2 separate regions of the Hordeum vulgare genome follow, and region 2 is linked to region 1. A link is a contact called in public Hi-C data. All regions are on one chromosome and are shown on one strand. Each heading gives the region's core, a stretch centred on a gene start, on an enhancer-like site or on the middle of the called end of the contact. The rest is flanking DNA. Distances are from core to core; before and after follow the strand shown. Region 1 holds the start of LOC123447845 (non-lysosomal glucosylceramidase). Region 2 holds the start of LOC123447846 (serine carboxypeptidase-like 19).

Region 1 (7,264 bases), core at 2,674-5,173:
AGATATCATCTCTTTAAAGTATAACACTGAATCCCCCAATATTCTTTGGTCTGAATCTGATAATCGATCTTCTTTCTGGAAGAGTGTAACATGGCTCTTAATGCCTCCAAGACATTCTATAGGTGGAAAATTGGTAATGGTAGGAGTATTAAGTTCTGGCATGATGTATGGGTTGGGGATTGTTCCCTGAAGGTTCAATTTTGGGAGTTATTTTACATTTGCAACCAATCTGACTGCAATGTCTCTCGGGTTTGGGATGGTGTAGAACTTAAACTTTCCTTTAGAAGATGTGTTGATATTAGAGGGGTGGATAAATGGAACCAATTACTTGATATTATTTGAAAGATTCCTCTATCTGAGTCCCCTGATGTTCCAATATGGATGTTGGAATCAAAAGGGCTATATTCTGTTAAGTCATTTTATAATGTTGTTAACTTTGGTGGGGTGGCTTCTACCATTGGTGACAAATTATGGAAAATTCTCTGTCCACAAAATATCCATGTTTTCCTTTGGCTAAGTGTGTATAATAAAGTTCTAACCAGAGATAATTTGGCTAAGAGGAAAAATGTTGAGGATCCTTCTTGCTTATTCTGTTCTGAACTGGAATTTGTACAACATCTATTCTTTGATTGTGTAGTGGCTAAATGCATCTGGAAACTTCTTGCGGATTCCTTTCAAATGCCAATTATGTCATGTTTCAAAGACATTTGTGCCTTGTGGCTGGTTCATGAGAAAGAGCCAGTTCATAACATGATTGTGGCTACCTCCTTATGAAGTATTTGGAGACTAAGAAATGAATTTTGTTTCCAGGGTCGAACATGGAAAAGTCTGTACTGCGTTCTTGTGAAGCTTCGAAGTTTTCTCCGGCAATTTTTTGTTCTCTATGACGCCACACAGGAGGTGGTACTGCGGCAATTCATCTCTAAACTTGACAAATTCAGAGGGGAACTTCTGCGCATTGCCTGGAGGAGCTGATTCTGAAGTTTCTTGTGTTGCTGTTAAATAGTTTTTATTCTGTTTAGCGGTTGTGACTTTGGCTAAAATTTCGTCTGAGATGTTTTCTTTCTGTGATGGTCTTTGTTAGTTTGATGGATGTAAACTCGGTCGTCTTATGCTTCATCAATAAAATGGAGCAGGGTGACCCCTTTTATTCATAAAAAAGCGAAGGTTACTCAGCTGAAAATAGAAAAGCAAGGTCTTCTAAAAAAGTAATCCTGCTAGCTGGCAGTACTACAAATACTTCTAACTCAGGCAAGCATATCAATCATAAATGGTGACGAACAGCTACAATTTAACCCTCAACACAGACTAGGAAAATGCATCAACTACAGTCACATGGGCTGCTTGGCCGTGTCTACCATTTTCATAGCCATGGCAAATTGACAACACATCTATTTCTGAACCCCGTCCACAAACAAACAAAATGCTTCACAATAGTAGTAGGAAACTATCAATTGCCGCACATGGTGAACAGGCTAGGAGCTAATAGGAACTAACAAGCCAACTAATAGTACGAAAATATCTACTACCCGTTTATATGTAGTGAATTAACACAATGAGGGGCATTAAAGGCAGATGGTGGACAAGCTAGGAGCTTGCAGATGTGACTCAAGAATCTGATGGTGCAGGAGCAGCAGAGTGACTCAAGAACAAGCTAGGAGCTGGCAGCAGGAGCTAATTTACATAATCTGATGGTGGGAAGACAATTACCGCTATTAAAGGCACATGTCAAGCCCACAGAGAAGCTGATGGCCACTGTGAAGACACCAAGCAGCACCAGGTTGAGTGGGTGCTTCTAGCGGTAGATGGACAATGAGCACAACACTGCATGCAAAATATTAAGAAGCATTTTAGTAACACATTATGCTCGAGCTGCAATTCACAAAGCAACCACGTCCCATTCTACAATAGTAAAGCAAAATTAAGAGTGCATGGGACATTCCTGCAAAAATAAAGAATTCACAAAGCTTTTCTGGGGACGAGAATTCACAAAGTTTCTTACACCAAAAAAGAGAAAACCCTCCCCGCAATCGATTGGATCAGAAATTCTAAGGGAAAATATGGAGGAGAAATGGTCTGAGGCCTCACCGACGAAGGGGAGGATGAGGAGGAAGACATAGAGCCCGAGGCCGGCGTACGAGGAGAAAAAGAAGCGGGGGATGGCGCGGACCTTGACAACGACGACCGTGACGACAACGATTAGGAGAAGATGCACGCAGAGGACGACGTAGACCTTCCGCATGAGCGCCCATCGCAGCTCCGGGCTCTCCCTCCCCCCCGGGTGCAGCGCCCCCTTCGGTGCCGGTCCAGCCCCTGTAGGAACGCGTTCGTCGCCGACTCTGCGAGGGAACATGTGCACACGTCCTCCATGAGAAGGAAGGAAGGAAGGAAGCGCCAGCTGGCGAAACCCTAGCGGGGAAGGGGTGAGGGGTCAGATGCGGTTACCGAGGGGGTGATGCAGCGGGAGAGCCCGCAGGAGGAGGGGCGGCGCGGTGGTGGTGGTGCGGGCGGCGTGGGAGAGACACAGAGGTGGGGAGATGGGGGAGAGAGAGAGAGGTGGGGAGTGAGGGAGAGAGATAGAGGTGGGGAGTGGGGGAGAAAGAGAGGTGGGGGGATGGGGTGGGAGGGGATCGGGCGCTACCGTTACGCGATCATCCCCTTTGCCGTGTGCTTGCCATCTGCTAGCAGACAACAAAGAGGGAGAGGCAGATGGCAAAGAGGTGGCGGCTGGTGGTAAAGATGGAGCTGGCGGCAACTTTCTTTGTCGTCTGCCTGGCGCATCTTTGCCGTCAGCCGACAAACGGCAAAGAACGCACTGATGGCAAATAGTATCTTCGTCATGAGTGGGTTCTTTGACGTCTGTTTTTTGGAAGCTGATGGCAAAGAGTTTTATTGCCATCTGCCGGTAGACGACAAAGATGAGGCAAACGACAAATTATCTTATTCCTGTAGTGCAATATTGCACGTTTTGATATGGCCATCGATTATCTTCAGGCTCAAAGAGATAACCATACTTTATTTCTCACGACATCTACCCAGCAAGCAAATTGGGTCAAAGCGTACTAACCCTAATTAAACTACTCGAGGAGCTAACTTGGTTTCGACAGAGTTGAGACACCGCCATCATGTTCGTATCGGTACGCTCAGCTGCAATATGCACATATCATATTTGAACATGACAGGAGCTGCAACGACAGTATGGCGCTGCAGTTGTTCGAGCCTTCCATTATAATTCATGCCGACCACACCTTAAATCATGAGGTCGGTGTTCCTTGGAACTGTCCTCAAATTTGTTTGCCTTTTGAGAACTAGTATTATGTGTACATATGTGCATGCAGACATGCTTCTTAATTTCCGTCCATAGTGGAAACTTACTTTCATGAGCACAAAAATTTCATTCTTACCGTCCGAAATGGTTCTCATTTTCCGGAAAAATATTTTCCTTGTTCACATCCATAGACCCACTGGCCGACTACCTTCACCACACGCGGCACGCCGACCTGCGGAGGGAAACGAAAGGTGATGCCATATGGTCACATCAACGTGCCAGACCTTCTGTCCCTGTGTGATGTGTATAACTCATACTACAATAGTTAGATTTTGGGCGTTTTTCAAACTCAACTAGATATTCTTTATTCTTTTGCGGGCTTACCATCAATCGGCCTGTGGTTGGAAAACGACTACGAGCTCAAGCACGGCCAATTGTGCACAAGTCTGAAGTCGAACGGAGAAAAGTCAGCTAGGCATCTGAAATTTGTTGAATTCAATTCGATTCAATTTAATTTAGCAGCTGTCTCGGAATGTTTATGTACGTACGTTGCAGACCATCAGATTTGTGTGATGCGATGTCGCTTTCCGATCTGGCCCCACGGCAGAACGGCTCCGCAAATACGTGGGGTTTTTCTCCAGCCTCGAGTAAACTAAAAGCCACAGGTGAAGAAGCCACGTCGGTGCGTGGTGGTTAAGATACGATTGCTCCCGGGCAGGCATCGTCTCGTCTCCTCCTCCTCCAACATCCCACGCGCTCCCGGGTTCCTAATCCTTCCGACTAGTCCTTCTGGGGCGGGCGGAGCTCAGATCCCCGGCGGGCGGATTTCAGATCGGGAAAGGTCAGATTCTTCCTCCCCACCCATTGTCGCTCGGATCGATTCAGGGCTTTCTCTCCCGATTTCTAGGAGGAGGGGGTCCTTTTGGCGCCCCGGCCGTTGCTTCTCGCGGGTGTTCTTGGTTCTTGCGGGGACCGTCCTCGCCATTTTCCTCCCTCCCCCGGTAGGATTGCCCGTGTTGTATTTTCTCTGCGATTTTCGAGGGGCCGTGTTTGCATCATGCAGCTGGATAGAGAACGATAACACTGTTTGTTTTCATCTAGTGATAATCAATGCGTGCGTTGAGAATTTGGCGTCGTCTGTTGTTCAGTTCTGAAAAAAAATCCATTTCTCCCTGTATGTGTATGAGATGCCGTGCTCTGTTGTTTGTCTGTCTCTGCAATTAAGTAAAAGCAAGGAATCTTTTTTATTGGTAGTTTTATTGAAGTTTGATGAGCCAGCACAACAGTGTCGTCAGCTTCAGTTCACATGCTCGATTTATTTTACACATGCAACTCCATTGATAGTCCGATGCTAGATACTCAGTATCTGCGTGTACCGGATACAGGAAATGGCTGACAGCGTCCCTATCTCGAGTTGATCTGACAGTATTTGTTCCATCCCTATATGCTTTTTCTAATGAACATATTCAAATAGTTAGGAAATCCAAAGCAGTACACCTGTTACATATTCGGATTTCAATCTGTTTACAGGCCCAGCTCGAAGGAGGAAAAAATGGTGAAGGATGTCCATGAGCCACCAAACGGCGTGTCTCTGAACAGTTCACATTCGCAAAGCATTGTCAATTCAGTGAGTTATTTCTTCCAAGATTCATTTGTAAGATGCCACCAGATATGTTCCTTACCATGACACTTTACTGACAATTGAAATGTTTGATACCTTCTGTTCTGAGAATATGCAAAAGGTTTTGTGTCTCGGTGTATTAGAAGGAAAAAAACTACTGTTATTCATCTTCACTATCAATAACAGTTGCTTGCTCTCCGTTCTCAAGCAAATCCTTGTAACATGCGGCCCAAAAATACTTAATAGTGTACATAAAGACAGATGATCATTGTGCACGTCATCCATTCTTAACTCTTTTAACCACCAATTTGAACACGTGGATCAAGTTCAAAAGAAAAGGAAAAAAAGGGAAAATAGTACGACTGCCATTCACCCTTTTTTTGCTTATTTAGTGCCTCCGTCAGATTTGAGATTCAAATGGTGCCTTGACTTGTCAGGAAAAGGTTAATCCTGGACAGATTCCAGAGTTGACATGGGAACACAAGCTAAGCCATGTTAGATATGATTTGCCGGCATTCGGACTTACATGGAGGGAGATACGGCAGATGGTATGTCTTCTCCTTTATGGAACTCCTAATCTTATGGTCTGCTGAAATTTATCTGAGAATAATTGTTTTAATGGTCCAGCTGTTTTTTATAAGAATAATGATGATTATTGGCAACCTTAACTAGAATTCTTATGTTCTGCTTTTTTTCTGACGTTTTTTGGGTTCTTACTAGGATTGTTGTTGGCTGTTCTTGCTTTGTTCTTCACATTTCTTGTTATATTTTCTCCTTGCCTTAGATTCATTTCATTGTTGCAGGCTGGTCTTGGTTTACGTCTTGGTCAACACATCCTTGAAGAAACTTCAAAAGGACGAGTACGCTTTCACATGTTTGCTTGTACTACTCATTGTTCTGTGGAGTTTTCCCCGTTTACAGATGCTCTTTCTGATCGTTGTTAGTTTTGTACAGACTGCTATTATTGATCCCATGAAGAAGCGCACTGCAAGATCTGGTCAGGGTGTTCCACTTGGAGGAATTGGGTATACCTTCTTGACTTCTCTCAGTGAACATGCATTCCTTATTGATGTTGAGTGTGGAATCCATCATAGTTTTTATGTTATCATAGAAAACTTATTTTACTACTTTTAAGTTGTTGAACTGTGTGCCATACAAGTGAGCTTAGCGGACTTTGAATGCCTTTCCATCCAGTGCTTGTCTTATCATGTTCCTGCTTTACTTTTTTGCTTTTATGTAACATGTTCCAATAAGTTCGATGAGCAAATGGGTTTGATATATTTGTTCACTCTACTTATTTCCGAGGCTTCTGTTGATTCTATTTATTCATCCATTCTCAATGATCTGAACTCCTTGGGGAAAACGATATATACTTAAAGCCTATTTATTGATCAGTATGCTGATAAATCATGTTTGCACTTGCAGTCGCCTGCATGTAATTTATTGTGCTAACTAGGGATAAAAATTGGAATTGGAGGCAAGTATCATACTGAAATATGGACGAGTGTGTTCTGCATTTGTACTTTTTCACTACTGATGAATAAAATTATTGTATCCCCTCGTAGAATTTATGTTTATTTTCTCCAAGAATTTTTTAATAGTGCATGCTTCAAAACTCTTCTTTTGTTTAATGGAGCTTTCAGTACACTATCCTCTAATTGTTGGAAGATTGTAGTGCAGGAAGTATTGGAAGAAGCTGCAAAGGTGAGTTTCAACGCTGGCAATTGTTCCCAGGAGCTTGTGAAGATAAGCCAGTAATGGCAAATCAATTTTCTGTAAGTCCTAAATATTCTTCTTTTCCATTCCACTTTGGCACATATATGTGCTCTTTTTGTTTATATCATTGCTGTTGTAATCGACATGACCATGATAGAAGCTGCTATCAAGGTAGCGGTTTGGTCTACTGCAACAATATATTCATAAAATTATATATAAATCACTGGTTAAGCAGGGGTCACATTAAGTTAAGTGGGCTACCAATGCAGCTTGTATTGTGGCCCAAAGATTATATAATTTTCTTTTTCTGCCTCCCTGCTGTCTGATAGAAGTTTAAACATTACGGACTAAACTCCTAACAATGTTTTCTTACGGGCTAAACCTAACCCTTTGAGAACAAAATAGAGGAAGAACAGACAAAATCCTCACAAGTGGTAAAAATATGAAGACACCATTCTTTGAAGGGACTACAAAATGTTATAATGAGTATGATAGTGAAACCTTTATACCATTCTTTGGGGGTGTCATACTTGATTATAACATTCATATGTTTGGATCAGTAAGATTTTACTTGAAATGAACAGAACAATAGTCTCATAAGTAAATGGTCTATTTAAACGCTCTCCAACTCTTACCCGCATGTTGCAGCCATGCATTAG
Region 2 (7,264 bases), core at 2,845-5,344, 190 kb before region 1:
TGCATGGGCTGACCAATTTTGTACTCCATCCATTCCTAAATATAAGTCTTTTAAGCGATTTTATTAAAGGACTACATACGAAGCAAAATGAATGAATCTACATTCTAAAATATGTCTATATACATCCGTATGTAGTCCTCTAGTGAAATCTCTAAAAAGACTTATATTATGGAATGGAGGGAGTAGTTGGTGTTATTGTCGTTTCACCTGAACTATGGTTTTACTTTCTTGTTTTCTTTTTTCGTCTTGTTTTCTTTTCCTTTTTTTTCATGTATGATTAGTATGGAGGTGGAGAGGAAGGAGGTTGACAATGTGCGAACAAGGTGGGGACTAATTGTCGGTGCTGGGGAAGGACAAGGCTTAGAGGGGTTGTCGTGTACGACAACATACTAGCAGAGAAAACTACTCGGACTGACCATGACGAAGTGGCATGAGTGGAATCACTACCGGTTGTGGGTGACAAGGGCCATCGGTTAGGCCAGCTCAAGAATGATAAGGAAAATGGCGATCGAGGAAAGAAGACATGTGCAAGGAGGAAGAGGGCCTATCTGACTCGTAAGCAACGTTCGTTTTGATTAGAGGCTTCTAAGGAAGCGATCTTAGCCCGAGGCCTCCCAAATTGAATGCGGAGGACGGGTTTGCTGGGAGTTCCTAATTTTCACTATAGCGAAGGATAGGTGCTAAAATGCCAACCCGTGCCAACCAATCACTCTAGCGGAGCTCCTTCACTCCAAACCAGTGTACTCCTTCCGTCCCAAGAAACCATCAGTTGGTATCCCCCCCCCACAGGAAAATGGAAAAGTTGTTACAAATCTAGTAGCACCTTGCTTTAAAAACAACTATTTTGAAATGTTTAAAAAATGTCCAAGAGTTTACAAAGATATTTATTTTTTAAAATATTTATAAAGCTCACAAATTTCAATTTTCTAGTTTCTGAAATGTTCAGCAAATTTAAAAAATATGCACTCTAAACAATTCATGATTTTTTTACAAAATGTGTACAAATCTAAAAAACATCATGAATTTTCTAAAAAATATCAATATACTCCCTCTGTTCCTAAATATAAGTCTTTTAAGCGATTCCACTAAGGGTCTACATACGGATCAAAATGATTGAATCTATAGTATAAGGTATGTCTATATACATCCGTATGTAGTTTACTAGTGAAATCTCTACAAAGACTTATATTTAGGAACGGAGGGAGTACTTTGAAAGTGCATTTTTAACAACATTGTAAAATATTATAAATTCCTGAATTAAAAAAGTTCACAAAAAATGTAAAGATCATGATCTGAAAAATAATATGAAGTTTAATAATTGTCTAGGAAATTATGAAAAAATATGACAATTTAATAAAATTTGCATGCCTTTTTCCATTTTCATTTTTAAATCCAGAAAAGGGAAGAAAGGTGGCAATAAACCCCAAAAGGGGAAGCTTCAAAAATTTCATTGAAAACCGAGAAAAACAGAATGTGGAAAATATATATGAAAACTTCTTAAACTGCATGGTCAAAAAATGGATAGAGAGAATATATCGCTGCTGGTAGGCAGTCCAATGAGGGCTCAAAGGTTTGCGATTTGTACGATTCTACCTTTGAGACCTGTTATTCAAGGGAGCTCCTACCTGTCGCTCATTGCGGGAGCTCCTACCTGCCACTCATTGCGGGAGTCCTTGCGCCGCACATGGGGCGCTCCGACTGGGTCGGTCCAGTTTTTTTCAGTTACCTTTTTTCTTCTTTTTTTTGGTTCGTTTTTTCTTTCCATTTTCCTTTTTTTATTTGAAGCAATTTATTTCTTCGAATTTGAAGAACAATTTGGGTGGCTTTTTACATTTTCCCAGCTAGATTTTTCTCAGTTTTCTCTGCATTTTATTTTTTGGTTTTATTATTCTCTTTTTTAGTTTGTTGGTTACCTTTTTCGTCCTTCTATTTTATTTGTAATGCCTCTCCTTTTCTTATTTTTTGTGGACATTTTTATCAAATCCATCAACTTTCTTTTTATTTCATGTATTTTTAGTGCACTGGCTTTTTTTAAACATCTTGAACTTTTTTAAATGCATGATATTTTTTCTCGTAGGTTTTTTAAACAATTCTTAATTTTATCTTTTTTTTGAATTTTTCAAACTTTTTTTTTCAAATTTTCAAACTTCTTTTCATATCCATGAAATTTTCTGAAATTTGTGAAGATTTTTCAATTTTAAAAATTTCAAATTGTTGTCAAATATGTGTGGACTCTTTTCAAATTTCTATTTTTCTACATTAGGAAAAATCAATGGTCAATTTTCAGATGGTCATGTGGTCAACGAGTCAACTTGTCAACCAGTTACTTTAAATGTGCGCCCCGTATGAAATCGCCCTTAATCAACGCTTTAAGTTTTTGAAATGGGCTGGTCCGTACAGAGACGGGGCCGCATGGGGAGGGCATTCCGATCGACGCTTTATTTTCCTTTCTTTTTATTTGTTTTAAAACATGTTCGTGGGTTTTAGAACATTGGCTTTAACCAGATTTGTTTTTTTCTTTTATTTTATAATATTTTTTCGTTCTTCCCATTTTATTTTTCACTATTTCCATTTTTATATTGTGAATAATTGTTTTAACATTTGTTTATTTCATGATCATTTTTGTAAACAGGTGAATAATTATTTAATTCACGAACTTATTTTTCCACGTATGTGAACATTTTTTGAATCGTGTACATTTTCTTAATTTGCGAACATGTTTTGTAGAGTATTTTGAATTTGTAAAGATTATGTGAATTTTTGCACATTTTTTTGAATTTAAGAACACTCTTTTTGGAATTTTGCGAATATTGTTTATAGACTCACCAACCTCTTTTACAAATTTACGGATTGTTTTGAAAGTTCTGAATTTTCAAAGTCTAAAACATTTTTCAAAAGTTATGAACATTTTTAAATCGTTAATATTTTTTTTGATTCGTGTACCTTTTGAGGTCCCGAATATTTTTTGATCCTCGAGTACTGTTTAAATTCACCATTTTGTTTTGGAACATGTGAAAAATATATGATTTTCCAAATGTTTCTTCATCATGAACATTTGTTTTGAATTTATGAATGTATTTTCAAATTCTCGAACATTTTTTGAATGCAATTTTTTTAAAATTTCACATTATTTTTAAAATTTTGGACTTTTTGGAAATCCTGAATTATTATAACGAATATCAAAAATGAAAAATGAAAAACAGGGGTGACTCGCATAGCAGATGGGTCTGAATACAAGTGTGGGCCAGGTGGAGGGAGGCTGCGCGTTTGTGTGTCACGAAGCTCGGTGTGCATCAAATAGTAGCTCCCTTTTAGGCTTTTAGCTACTGTCTCGCTATAAGCAAGACATAGACCGTATTCAGAGATCCTTTAGGTTTCAGCTCCACCAACTACATAGATAAATTTGACCCGAACGCTTAGAAGATACAATTTGACGGGAGGATTTCCACCATCATGGTCTTTCAAATGCATTTTTTTTTTGCGTGCCTTGTCATCAAGAACCGAGTTTGGACTGCGGACCGTCTCCAAAGTAGGGATTGACCCAACTGTGACCTTTGTCAGCTTTGCAAAAAAGAGCCTGAAATTGTGGCACACATCCTCTTCAGGTACAGGTACTCATTGAGAATCTGCTGCCATTCCGAAACTGTGGCACACATCCTCTTCATTCTGAAACTGTGGTCCGTGTATGCCTAAAAAGTAGTACAGTAGTAGATGCGGTTGCACTTCGCTCATCGTGAACGATTCCTGACACACACACACACACACACACACCACGGACCATTGCCCTGCTCCACGGCGGAACCGGCCATGCTTCGCCGCTTCAAGGGCCGTATATACGTACTCACTTCAGAAGAAGGCGGCACGTGGTTGGTGTTGCTCCGTCACAGACGTGCTGTCTGCCTCGCGCGCGCATCCTGTCCGTCTCCGCCTCTCTCCGGTACCGCTACCGGAAAACACTGGAAAAGACCCACGAGATGCACACCGTCTTTATCTGATCCGTGACGTACATGTGCTGCCAGACTTTCTCAACTACTCCTATTCCGTGGTACGTATACTGTACTAGTATTAAACGAAGTCAGCGGCTGGCAATCAGGTGGAGCAACCGATGGAGGTCCGAACGGCCAGGGGAGCAAGTCTCCATCGGGAAACCATGGAGGCGCAGGTGTCTCGGCCCCTGCGGCTCGTCTTCCTCCTCCTCCTCTGCCTCTTCTCCGCTCTGCCGCGCGGCTGCCCCTTCCTCCTCGCCGCCGACGCGGCCCCGACGCTCGTCGCCGGCCTTCCGGGCTTCGACGGCCCCCTCCCGTTCCGGCTTGAGACCGGGTACGTACGTACGCACGCACGCATTCCTCGGTCCTACTAGCTACTTACTGCATTGCAAGCCCACTCGCGCGCTCACAAGCTCCTTGTCCATGCCATGGCAGGTACGTGACCGTGGACGAGCAGAACGGCTCGGAGCTCTTCTACTACTTCATCGAGTCGGAGGGCGACCCGCGGCGCGACCCGGTCGTCGTCTGGCTCACCGGCGGCGACCGCTGCAGCGTCCTCAGCGCGCTGCTGTTCGAGATAGGGCCGTTGAGATTGATCGGAGAGCCCTACAACGGTACCGTGCCGCGGCTGCGGTACCACCCCTACGCATGGACCAAGGTTGCCAGTGTCCTGTTCGTGGACTCGCCGGTCGGCGCCGGCTTCTCCTTCTCCCGGGACCCCAGAGGCTATGACGTTGGAGAAGTCTCTTCTTCGCTGCAGCTCAAGAAGTTCCTCACCAAGGTATGCAAAGGAAAACGGTCCGCTTTCCTTCCCCGGAACCCTAGTTTCTTCTCCGGCTCCGGCAAGCTTGCCGCCCCTGAAGTTGGTCTGCCTTGGTAGCCTGTTTTTTAAAATGGGTTCGTGTCTAGTGCTAAACTCCCATCATGGCCTCAATTACACACACAAAAGCTCGTCTCACGGAGAAATCCCCAAGGTCTCCTTTGGTTCATATGATAGGATTATTATAGGAATAGGAAACTTGTAGGAAATGAGATGACATGCATCTCAAATCCTATGAGTAGAATTAGGAAAAGAGATGTCATTTGGTTCACATCATAGGAATTTTTCCATTAAGTCTAGGCTCTGTTTTATTTTCCTTTGAAATGTGAAGGATAGGAACCAATCATATGTAGAAATTGGAATGCACTAATTCCTATAAATTAAAGGGCTCTAAAGAAAAAAAATCTACAAAAATCCTATCCTATAGAATTCCAGTGAAAATCCTCCAAACCAAAGGAGGCCTAAATTTGCCCCGCTTGTTCATCGCCACTGACCGCGTCTAGAACAAGGTTCACTACGTGGCGGATGATGGGGTTTTCGGTAAAGGTCACTTTATTACTTAAAAGGTGCGGTCTATGAGGCTGATGGGGACGACACATTTGGCAGCCGGATGGAGCGATTCAAAAGCACGCATAGGGAGTTCATCGACGCGCGGCAGACCGTAGGGTGAAGGAATATGACATGGTGTCGCCGTGCAATTGACACTTTGTCCTGAAAACCCGATCAACAATCTTTGGTTAAGAGGTTTTGTAGACCTCAGAACTTTTTTGCTGGGGTTGTTAAGTGATCCGAACCAAAATATGGGGTAAAGTAAGCGTCGCAAATAGCTACAGGGAGAAAAGGGCATTTTGTATGGAAATTTGTTGCTATTTGCCCGAGGGATCGATGGATACCAGAGGACAAAGAACAAAATTGCGTAGTTACAACTTTGTATTTATCATTTTAATCAGTGGTTCACCGAGCATCCTGATTACCTCCCAAATCCTTTCTACATCGGAGGAGACTCATCCGGCGGAAAGATCGTTCCATTTCTCGCACAGAAGATATCAGAGGGTATGTTGCACCGATGAGGCGTTTAAGGTCCTTTGGAAAAACAGATAGTTTATTCATGCTTAAATACTGGTATGTTTTTTTCAGATATTGAAGCTGGAATGAGGCCGTTAATTAATCTTAAGGTGCTCTAAATTCACACCGTATCGTTTCCTTATGTAATAGTTTGGTTGTTTGCATCCTCGATGTCTGGACAACCTGTTTGATATCGTATTGATGCAGAGATCGAATGTAATTGATATCTTCTTGATATTAATATATTTTCTTTATCGAGAAAACTTTAGCTGCCATAATCCCAACCTGACCACAATTTGTATTGTTGAGCAGGGCTATCTGGTCGGCAACCCGGCTACTGGTGAAAGCATTGATTATGGATCTAGAGTGCCATTTCTTCATGGAGTGGGCATCATTTCCGATCAATTGTATGAGGTGATTAATTAGGCATGCCTCCAACACATTCACCTATGGACCTGCAGTTTACTACTTGCGCCTATATGAGGTTTGTTAATTATGTCTCCATGTGCTTGCATGTGATCGATCTTTAGACGATAACGGAGCACTGCCAAGGGGAAGATTATAACAACCCCAAGAATGTGCTCTGCGCTCAAGCTTTGTACAGGTTCAGCCAAGTAAGGATATAACTACTTGGACTTTCTCCCTCTTCTTTCGTATACAAATCAAGTGAAAATTAATGATACAAGTATCCCTCTCTCGAGCATGCCATTCTCCAGTGTTTGACTCTGTATAATAACTTACTATATGGTTCTGTTAATCTGTTTGACGCATTAATATGTTCTTTTGAACCAACTAATTGATGTTCCACTGCAGCTGTGGAATGAAATTTCGCATCCACACATTTTGTACAAAAGGTGTGTTTATGCGTCTTCCGGACCAGGTAACGGGGATACAGAAAGAAAGATCCTGAAGGAGGAAACAGGAGTGCTGAAACATCAACCTCCTCGTCCTCCAATGGATTGCCAAGTAAGTCCATGTGAAATAATCGTTTTTTTAGAAAAGAAAGGTTACCTCCTGCCTCTGCATCAACACGATGCATATTGCCCCTTTATTAAAATAAACAAACGGATCTCGGTTCAACATAGTCTTTGACATAGCAGTAAATAAGTAAAGGTAAGACAAAAAGTGCCACAACCGGCAAAACAGGCCTAGATGCCTAACCATCTATCCTATTACTGGACCGTCATCCAAACTGGTTGAAGATATCCCGTGCTACCATCTCCCATCGGGTAGACCCAGTAATCAAAGGCTCCCTGGTTTCCGCAGGAGTGAGTAATGACCATGTACGGATCAATGCCGCAACTCTGTGAAGTACCTACAAAAAATGTATATATGTATGTCTGTCAAAAACCACATCATTCCTACAGTTCCATATAGCCCAAAGAGGTGCACA

Evidence for each region. Hi-C and Micro-C count contacts between places; a contact is called where the count stands out from the background.
Region 2: a contact with region 1 is called in a Hi-C map of seedling, with 4 times the contacts expected there. The contact joins the promoter of LOC123447846 here to the promoter of LOC123447845 in region 1. A contact is called at or near these places in 3 of 6 Hi-C or Micro-C datasets (leaf and seedling).

Annotation. Positions count from the first base shown.
Region 1 is chr4H:52,948,816-52,956,079 of MorexV3_pseudomolecules_assembly, reverse strand. It overlaps LOC123447845 (non-lysosomal glucosylceramidase), which reads left to right and starts at 3,923. Exons shown (of 20, transcript XM_045124540.1): 1 at 3,923-4,109; 2 at 4,799-4,895; 3 at 5,327-5,437; 4 at 5,693-5,749; 5 at 5,844-5,914; 6 at 6,565-6,664. The coding sequence starts at 4,821.
Region 2 is chr4H:53,136,776-53,144,039 of MorexV3_pseudomolecules_assembly, reverse strand. It overlaps LOC123447846 (serine carboxypeptidase-like 19), which reads left to right and starts at 4,094. Exons shown (of 10, transcript XM_045124545.1): 1 at 4,094-4,320; 2 at 4,422-4,767; 3 at 6,184-6,285; 4 at 6,402-6,485; 5 at 6,685-6,837. The coding sequence starts at 4,106.